Linked DNA regions of Anser cygnoides: region 2 is linked to region 1. A link is a contact called in public Hi-C data. All regions are on one chromosome and are shown on one strand. The core of a region is the stretch at or near the end of the contact, and the rest is flanking DNA. Distances in the headings are between cores, read along the strand shown. Region 1 holds the start of TAT (tyrosine aminotransferase). Region 2 overlaps ZFHX3 (zinc finger homeobox 3).

Region 1 (4,515 bases), core at 1,031-3,530:
CTCCTTTTCAAAGATTGAAAAATAGTAAAAAATCAATGGGGAAAAAAAGTTCTCACTGGTCTGTGGCAGGCACAGAGCTGTGTGGTAACCTTCCATATCCCTGTGTGGTTCCACAAGCTTTGTGCTTCAGAGTCCTGCAATCTGCTAGCCCCCATAGCCCACCCCACTGCTCGGAGTCTTCAGCAATAGCACTGTGCTTACCTAAAGACAAGGAAATCATAGCTTTCTTTGGGTTGGGCTCCACCTTCATGCTGTCTACAATGGCTCGGACAGGATTGAAAGTCTTCTTTGACATTTCAGAAGCCCTGACAGCCCATCTTGGCTTCCGGCCCTTCGCCTTCCCCAGTGACATGCTGTTTCCATTGGTCTTGAGCTGAACATCCAGCAGAGGGGCATGATCTCCAGGGCCGTTCACTTGGATCAGGTACGAGTCCATCCTGAAAACTGTCAGTGGTAGATGGATTGCCTTAACTTAGTTAACATATGCCAGACAAAAGCTCTGCCTACCTGGAAGAGTGCCCATGACTCTCCAAAAGCAAAACTTCTGAAAGCTGCAGAACTTACCTACTACCCATGGACAAATCAGTCACCAACAGGAAGTAGAGCTGTTCTCAGGGCCAGGATGGAGTGAAACTGAACATGTAAATGAGTACAATGGAGTGGGAAAGACAAAGGCAGCACTCTGGAGTAGCCACACCACTTCTTTGCATGGCTGCACTTGCTGTGCTGTGGAGGAGCGACCCTCGCTAAATCCATCAGCTAGGAGTTAGCAGCACACTACAGTCATTTTGTGGCTTCAGATTCAGTGTTCCACTGACAGGAGGGCCAGCTGTTGTGTTGTGTCCCCCCGGACCAGACCTCAAGCGGTAACTACAAGGATCAGCCCACTCTGTGTGTGTGTGTGTGTGTGTGTGTGTGTGTGACATCCAGAATGTTCCTCCAGTCCACAGACTGTTAATACCTAACTTTAGATATCAGAAAGGTAGCTCTGATCCCATGTTATCAGGATACACTTGGCAGTGATAAGGTATTAGCTACAGACAGTTGTCTCTGTCAGCAGAGCAACAGGGAGCAACAGTCCAGTCCAACGACTCCAGATTAAAGGGCTGTGCTTAGAAAACGGAGCAAGACCGGTTGGGTCAAGAGGGAAATCTTGGTAGTGACACCATACTAGGCAAAGGGCCTGTAGCCCTGCCTGAGGCTGGCTAACAAGCAAGCCACAGCAGAGAAACAGCTGCCTTCTAGACCTCAAAAAGCATGCATGAAAGTGGCTTACACACCTGAGCATGTATACCCAAAGCACAGGCCAGTCCCAGCCAGCAAATTCCTTACTTAAGAACTGGAGCTGACTCCAGAGTTTCTACCTCGAGAAGGTTAGAGAGAATGCATGCAGATACCTCTAGAGCCACCAAGCCCTTTCTCACTGACACCAGCACAATGTCTCCTAATCTCGCCATCAGCAGCTCATGCTCTGTCTCTGTACTGCTCTATTTCTCTGCTCCACTGAAAGACAGTTCACTGAACTGTAGCCCTTTCCTGATGGCAGTTACTTAGCCCACGCACTGTTAGATGCCATGCTCTCAGATACTCAGGGCACAACAGACAAGGGATCTGGCTACCCTGTCCTTGCTGCAGACACTGAGGTGGAGGGATTATAATATTAACTGGTTCTGGCAAGATTTGCCACCTGAACAAATATCTCATTGCTTCAGTGAGGTTTGAACCTAGAGATGCCCCATGCTGCTACAGTTACTCTACCAGCAGTGCTTCCTTAACTTATTTAAAGTGACTGAGATTATCATAACAGGGTGGTGGTGACAAAGGAAGACTTCAGGTCCCTGCTATTAACACCTTCTGGGTCTCCTTTGCACCAAAAGAAAGGTAGAGGAAGGACTACACAGCAGGACTGCACAAAAACTGAGCAGAGAAATGAGCAATATATCTCATTTCAACATTAGGGCTGAGTCCCAGTGCACAGTGCAAAACCCAGCAGAGTCACACATGGTTCTTATGTGAATGGGAACTGCATATGCAGGCAGAACGGATGCCTTCAGCGTAGGCAGGGAGGGAAAAACCCACTACTCCCCCTGAAAGAAGCAAGATACCAGATAGTACTTTACCTGCTACAGCACAGACAGGGAGGCACCAACAAGCTTAGAGGTCCAGTCCCTACTTTTCATCCAAGACAAATCCTCTCAAGAAGAAATCCCAGCAAATTCTTGCTCATGAAATAAGCCCCCAAACTGGGCGTTGGGTCAGAAGCCGTTAGCCATTGGCTCACAGAGAGGGCTGCTCTCTCCACCCAAAAATGCCCTCTCCTCCCCACTGTAACTTCATTCATTTCAAACACCTGAAACATGCCTGCACATTAACTCTTTCTGGGGGTAGCCTACAGAGGGACAAAATTTTGCTTCCTGGAGGCCCTGGGCCACCACTTTTCTGCATCACTTCCCTCTGTCCTCAAAGGGGAAGAATCCCACAAAGCAGACCCCAGTATTCCAAGCCCTAGCATCTTGTAATGAACCAAGAGAGAAGTGTTGGACCCTGAAGCCTCCAGACAGAATTAGTATGTCCTGCTCACCTCAAAGGCCCTGGGCTCCCAGTGCACCAGCTGAGAAAGTAGTTTGTGGCATCACTTACACACAGGGAACATCTTTGTCCATAGGCTGAATATATTTTATATATACATATATATATATTATGACACCATTCCCAGAAGGCCTTTTTTTTCCTAAGAGATGTAAAATCTGTGCTTTCCCGTCCTTTGCCTGCTACGTGCTTGGGGTAAGTAAGAGGCATCTGCACCCTCCCTGTCTTCCAAGGGCTGCTCCCTGCCACCCTGGCAGCAAATGGCTGGAGATCAAAAAGTTGGTCAGGGGCAAGAGGCATCCTGCTAATCCCCTGGCAAATGGACTGCTGACACCATTGCAGAGGCCAGCGGTCACTATGATTTTTGTCTGTTCATACTCTGCTCCTGTGTGGGAGGAGAGATGACCACCTGCATTCAGCACACGCCCACTGCTCCACCAGCAATAAGGCTGCACCTTCCCAGGTGTTAACAGTGTGTGTGCTCTCTAGCCCAGCCCTGGGGCTGGGTGATGCTGCTGGGGAGTCATGACCTGCTGTTGGCCACAGTGCTGCAATGGGGGTGATGGGGGCCAGGGACTCCGGTGCTGGAGACAAGCTAGGAGATGGTGGGTTGCAGCCAGTGGGTCTGGGCAGAGACCCCAGTCCCAGGCTGGCTGGCAGGCCTCCCACAGTAGCCATGCTGGGGGCTTTGGCCGTGGAATAGTGCCTTTCAAAAACATTTGACAGAGAAATGTCTTGTGTGGAAGCTGGCTGGATTCTCTTCTGTCAAGAGCCTCACGGTTCTGGATTGTTTCTTCTCTCCTTTTTGCTGAAGCCTGACATGAGCAACATTCAGAAGCTCAGTCATGCCCTCTCCAAGCATGTATGGGTACCTTTCTTGCTTCCCCCAGCTCTTACCATGCTGCAGCCCTGACAGAGTTAAAAGTGGTGTCAGGAGGCTTCAAGGATGCTGCTGCCTGTTCTGCCTAGCAACAACCCTGAAGATGATGCAACCGGAGCTCTACCTGACATCCTGCACACTGCAGTGGGGTTCAGGGGAGGGCATGGTGGAAGTCTGCTGCCAAGAGAGAAAAAAAATGTGGCTCTGGAGGCAGAGGTAGACTCAGTTACATAAGGATGAAAACCTGGCCAGATAGGGGAAGGACACAGTGCAATGGGATCAGTGGGTTTCTACTGCTATTGCTATGCCCTTCTCCTCTCTCTGCGTGACTCCAGTCCTTTTCTAGATGATCCAACATCATGCAGCCCCCCTAACCCCACCCCTTGTGGTACGTGGAGCCTCTCAGGAACAAAGCATGAGCACACAGCTCAGCACTTCATGTTCCAAGTGCGAGGTCCTGCATCTGGGCCAGGGCAACCCTAAGCACAAATACAGGCTGGGTGCAGAATGGATTGAGAGCAGCCCTGAGGAGAAGGACCTCTTGCAGCCCAGAAAGCCATCTGTATCCAGGGCTGCATCAAAAGCAGTGTAGCCAGCAGGTCGAGGGAGGTGACTCTCCCCCTCTGTTCTGCTCTTGTGAGACCCCATCTGGAGTGCTGTGTTCAGCTCTGGGGCCCCCAGCACAAGAAGGACATGGACCTGTTGAAGCAAGTCCAGAGGAGGGCCACAAAGATGATCAAGGGTCTGGAGCACCTCTCCTATGAAGACAGGCTGAGGGTGTTGGTGTTGTTCAGCCTGGAGAAAAGAAGGCTCCAGGTAGACCTCACAGAGGTATTCCAGTACCTAAAGGGGGCTACAGAAAAACTGGAGAGGGACTCTATCTGGCAGTGCAGTGACAGGACAAGGGGGAACGGCTTTAAACTAAAAGAGGGTAGATTTAGATTAGACATTATGAAGAAGTTCTTTGCTCTGAAAGTGATGAGGCACTGGAACGGGTTGCCCAGAGAATCTATGGATGCCCCATCACTGGAAGTGTTTAAGGCCAG
Region 2 (4,515 bases), core at 1,265-3,764, 410 kb after region 1:
AAGCAACAAGGGCTGGATATTGGAGCTTGGTGGCAACACAGAGATAGCTTCAATTCCCAGCTTCAACAAAACGCGTTACGTTCTAACATACAGAAGATACGCGTGCCAGCTCTTTCATATTCATTAAGGTACCAGAAAGATTGGTAAGTATTATTACTATGCAGGGAAATGTTGACCAGTCTGCAACGTTACTTGAAATATTAGGATAAAATGGTATAAATGAGCCAAAAATTATGTACAACAGTGAATGCGGATGCATGGCTTGAAGAATGATTTCTAGCTATGTTTTTTTTTGTCCACATTTTACAATGTCAGTGCTCTGAGATTCTTCTTAAGGAATTCCTAACAAGAGGACTGAAAATAATGATATTTATTTGCTGAGTTCAATGCTTTAAAAAGAAGTTTTAAGCTCGTTTCCCTTTTTCACATATTAAGATGCATCTTGCGTGTTTCCAAGCAAGACAAAGCTGTGTTTTGGCATACACCTGATCGCAGTGGAGTTGCCTCATCAACAAATGAGTTTTGCTGAATATTCACAACGAGGTGCCGGCCCTGCCAAATCCTGAACAAACTCTCTATCTAGCCTTCTTCCTCATCTGAGGTTTGGGTTTACCAACCAAAAGCGTTCAAGCTCAGCTCTGAAACTCCTGGAGTTTCTCTGCAGACGCTGCTCAGCACTGCTGTTTCTATCTGGACACACGTCCGTGCCCACGCACCAGGAAGCCAGCAGACGTGCCCCTTGGTGGAAGAAGGGTCCAACCAACATCGACCCGCAGGTTCAAATACCTGATGACAGGAGTCCTGGTGCTGCAAGTACTCACGAACCAGCTCACTATCCTGCCAAAGCCCAGAGTTCGCATGCTTCTGCAGGAGTCCCTGTGAACACCACACGTTCTCCTTTCTAAGCGATTCTAACCAGCTGGTCCTGAAGGGCACAAGGTCCCCAGGAAGGATGAGGGAGGACACGGTGGCCTACGGAAAGGCGAGATTCATCAGGCACCTCAAAAGGACAGGACGGTCTTCTCCCTGCAGGAAGACAACCACACGGCGGGCTCGCCTTTGGCAGCCGACAGAGCTCCAGAACTGGCGTGCTGACAACACAAACCGGCGCTGCACTGCGCACGCTCGTTAACGCGGCAGAGAATACGAGCGCTCTCTTACACACAGGCTCACATGCATAAGCACAGCAAGTTCCTCAGATCTTCACAGGATCATTAGCATAAACAGCTTTTCAAGCAGCAGGAAGCAAAGGAAATGCTGAACAAAACAGGACTGAAAGCTGTAGGGCTCAAGCACTTGGCATGAAACTAAGAGAAAGGGTCTCCTTGAGAAGGTGAACCTTCTGCATTATCCACATTTTTTCCTCTGTCCTTCACACCAGCTAAAGTTGAGCCAATGAGAGAAATGCAAGGTTCAGGGAGCTTTTCAGAAAACATTTTGTTATGAACTATTATTCCAAGTTTGCTGATCCCTTTGAGCCAGCTACTGTACTACACACAAAAATATTTATATAATCACCAACCCACTGCCATTGAGAACAGAGTAATCCAGAGGAGTGCCAGAGGGTTTTAAGTGAGCAGCTGGGGAAAAGGGCGTTTATTCCTCCAGAGGCACTCTTTGGAGCAAAAGTATTTTGCAGTGGAGGTAGACTAGCTTAAGTCGCATTTCTCTACAAAACAAAGTAAAACACTTGCTTAGTTTATAAGCGACGTGTCATTTTCATGCTCCCAGGACACGGAGCTTGTTTTCCATGTCCTGCACGAACCTCCCTTCTCTTATGTCAGACACGACAGAAGTTTCAGATTGTGTTCCCACATTGGTTTGTTTTAAAACACTGCGCATTCCTTGATTCTTCAGTTGTGCAATTTACCCCTTTGCTCTAAAACCCCAACGTTTCTTGTCAAATGTCATTTCCAGACTCTGTTGCTGAATAAATAGCTACACTTGCATCTGGTTCACATATTCAGCGCAGTGTTGTTGACCTAACTCCAAAATTAACCAAAGAGCTATTGGGGACAGGCTGCTTCACTCAGTTGCACGGACTCCACAGTTCCTCAAATCCCATTCTTAGCGAAAGTGGTCTCACTGTTCCTTTTGCTGCAGTCTGAAGCTTGCCTTTTTTTGCCCCTCCTTCATCTTTATCCTAGTAACCTGTCCGATAAGAGCTGTCACAGCTCCTCTGTGGCCCCCTGTCCCTCACCACAAAGTGCAGTTACACCCAGCAAGACCATGCACTAGGTAACACCTACACTCATCCAACCCACAGAGATGCCCTGAATTAAAACTTGAGTTTTAAACACCAACTTTGATAGTTCATATGTATTTAAATCACCAGATCACTGCCACAGCGTAGCACGTATAGTAAGACTACAGGATGCAAACCAGAGCAGCGACTCCTGAAAGTGAGAAATTCCAGCTGGCTTCTGTGGCTTTGCTGACCCTCTCCCCTCCTTCCAGTTACTCGATGTGCTGGGCAGTCCCACCCAGTAAGAAACTGGAGGCATTTGCACTGCTGTACAGAGAGCTGACTCTTATAAACCACCACAGGCAAACTCCAACCAGGCCCTCAACAGGACTTCAAAAGCAGACAGAGCCAGCCTCAGATGGCCCAGCCTGGAAAGCCAAGGCTGTGCTGTCAGACAGCACCCTCCTAGCAATACTCTTCACAGCACACAGCCTGCAGACTCTCATGCCTAGCAAGAAGCCCTGCCAGCGCTCCTTCCTTTCTGCTCTTTTACCCAAACAACATATGTGTTCCAGACTAGTGTCAAGGGCCAAACAGAGGGTAAGAGTTAGACTCGTAAGTCATGCCGATCTTCTCTGCCAGGGCTCAGATCCAGTCCTTGTTAGGAAACAGACGCGCTGCCTGGTCCCGGGCTCGGTCACTCCTTCCCACCCCTCGGGAAAGCCTGTGCTTTGCACCACCAGAGCACGCTCAGAGACAGGACCTCAGCATTAGGTCATTCAGGAACCATCCCGCTCGCTACCTCGACAAACACCGCCGCTGCCCGATCTGTTAGCGCTGAATCACACGCTGCTGTTGCGAAGCCCCATTGCAAAGGTCACAAGCACATGTGCTCAGACGCGCTGCCAGCGTTTTGGCACGGAGTACGTTTTACTGGTCACAGTCACAGTGCTGCGACGGAACCTTCGGAAATAAATAAATAGAGTCCTAAAACAGGTGAAGAAATCTGCCAGTACGCTTGGGAAAGCTTCTCAGGTAGACTGTATTTTATGCCAACTTTTAGCAGATCAGAGAGGTCCAGGAGGTCCCAGGTTCCCACAAAGAGAGCATCTGCACACTCACCTGCTTACAAAACACTGCCCTGTTCTAGACTCCAGGTACAGCGTGAGGATTTTCTTTATCTGGTCAAAATAAACCCTTCTGATTGCAGCAACCAACGGGCGTCAATAACTACACGCCACTCAACAGGCTCAAAGTCTCAAGTTCATGCTCTCTAGGTCCACAGAATGCAGCCACTCTATCAGCTGCTACATCCCTGTAACACTTTAGAACAAACACATCTCTCGTGAAAGTTTAACTGTCTCACAAGGGAGAACTGACACGGATTCAGACAAATACAAGTTCCAAAGCACATGCCCAATGGGTCTGTACAGACTCCCAAACCCACGTACAGAGGCATCACGGCACACCCCCGTAGGACCAGGCATCCTCACAGCTGTCACTTCAGGGTGGGGAAGGAACTTGCTACACGTGCTTTGAGACCTCCAGGACTGAAAGCGTTACTCTGATGCTTGCCCTCTTGCTAATTGTGGGTTTTATTTTTATTTCCTATTACCCTCTTGCACGCCTGATGAGATTATCTTACCGGAACTGACACAGCTGGAGGCTGTAGCCATACATGGAGCCTCTCAGGAGGCAATGCAATTTTATTTTCATTGATCAGAAATCAGCAGGGCAGTAAATGATGGGAAATTCCATTAGGAGAAATACTGGGCCATGAGACTCAACTATCTAGGTACACCCAAATCCCACAAAGTCCTGTCTTAAAGTCCCATCTGGATCCTGACATAGTCATCTTTCTTCCTCCCAAAATGGAGTAAGCTACTAACCTGATATTCTTAATCGCTGACTGCTCTGCTAGAAGCTGAGGCAATGCTGTCAAAACACCCCCAAGGGTTCACTTAGTTGAAACAAAGTCTTTGGTACACACGGCAGCATTTAGCTCTCCCAGCTCAGCCTTGCTGGCTGCTGCAGGATCAATGGGGTTTTACGAGCACACGTCCTATTCCACAGCCACCAGATAGCATTTGCTGTCAGAGGTCAGGTAAGTACGAGATGTGACAGCACACCCATGAATTACCCAATTCTCGGGTAGTCCCAGCAGACCCAGAAGCAGCTGAGGGCATGCCCAGCACACACTCCCATTTCAGTCCCATTCTGAGCCCAGGACCTGGCAAAGCACTACAACCTCACTGAAGAAATAGCAGTCTTCTTCAAGGACAGCACCCACAGTGCATGCACTACTTTGGTGAAACCCCTTCCAACAACGC

The links. A called contact is a pair of places that touch in the nucleus more often than the background predicts.
Region 2: a contact with region 1 is called in a Hi-C map of liver, with 1.8 times the contacts expected there. The contact joins the enhancer-like site here to the promoter of TAT in region 1. A contact is called at or near these places in 2 of 7 Hi-C or Micro-C datasets (both in liver).

What each region holds. Positions count from the first base shown.
Region 1 is chr12:185,171-189,685 of Taihu_goose_T2T_genome, forward strand. It overlaps TAT (tyrosine aminotransferase), which reads right to left and starts at 2,281. Exons shown (of 12, transcript XM_013197663.3): 1 at 2,121-2,281; 2 at 202-444; 3 at 1-3. The coding sequence starts at 436.
Region 2 is chr12:592,232-596,746 of Taihu_goose_T2T_genome, forward strand. All of the region lies in intron 5 of ZFHX3 (zinc finger homeobox 3), which reads right to left. Among named protein-coding and RNA genes, the nearest start is that of PMFBP1, 260 kb to the left of the region's middle. Within about 2 kb of position 2,515, at least 2 of the 3 cell types and tissues checked have open chromatin away from gene starts, as enhancers often do. A contact at or near this core is called in liver, where this site is marked.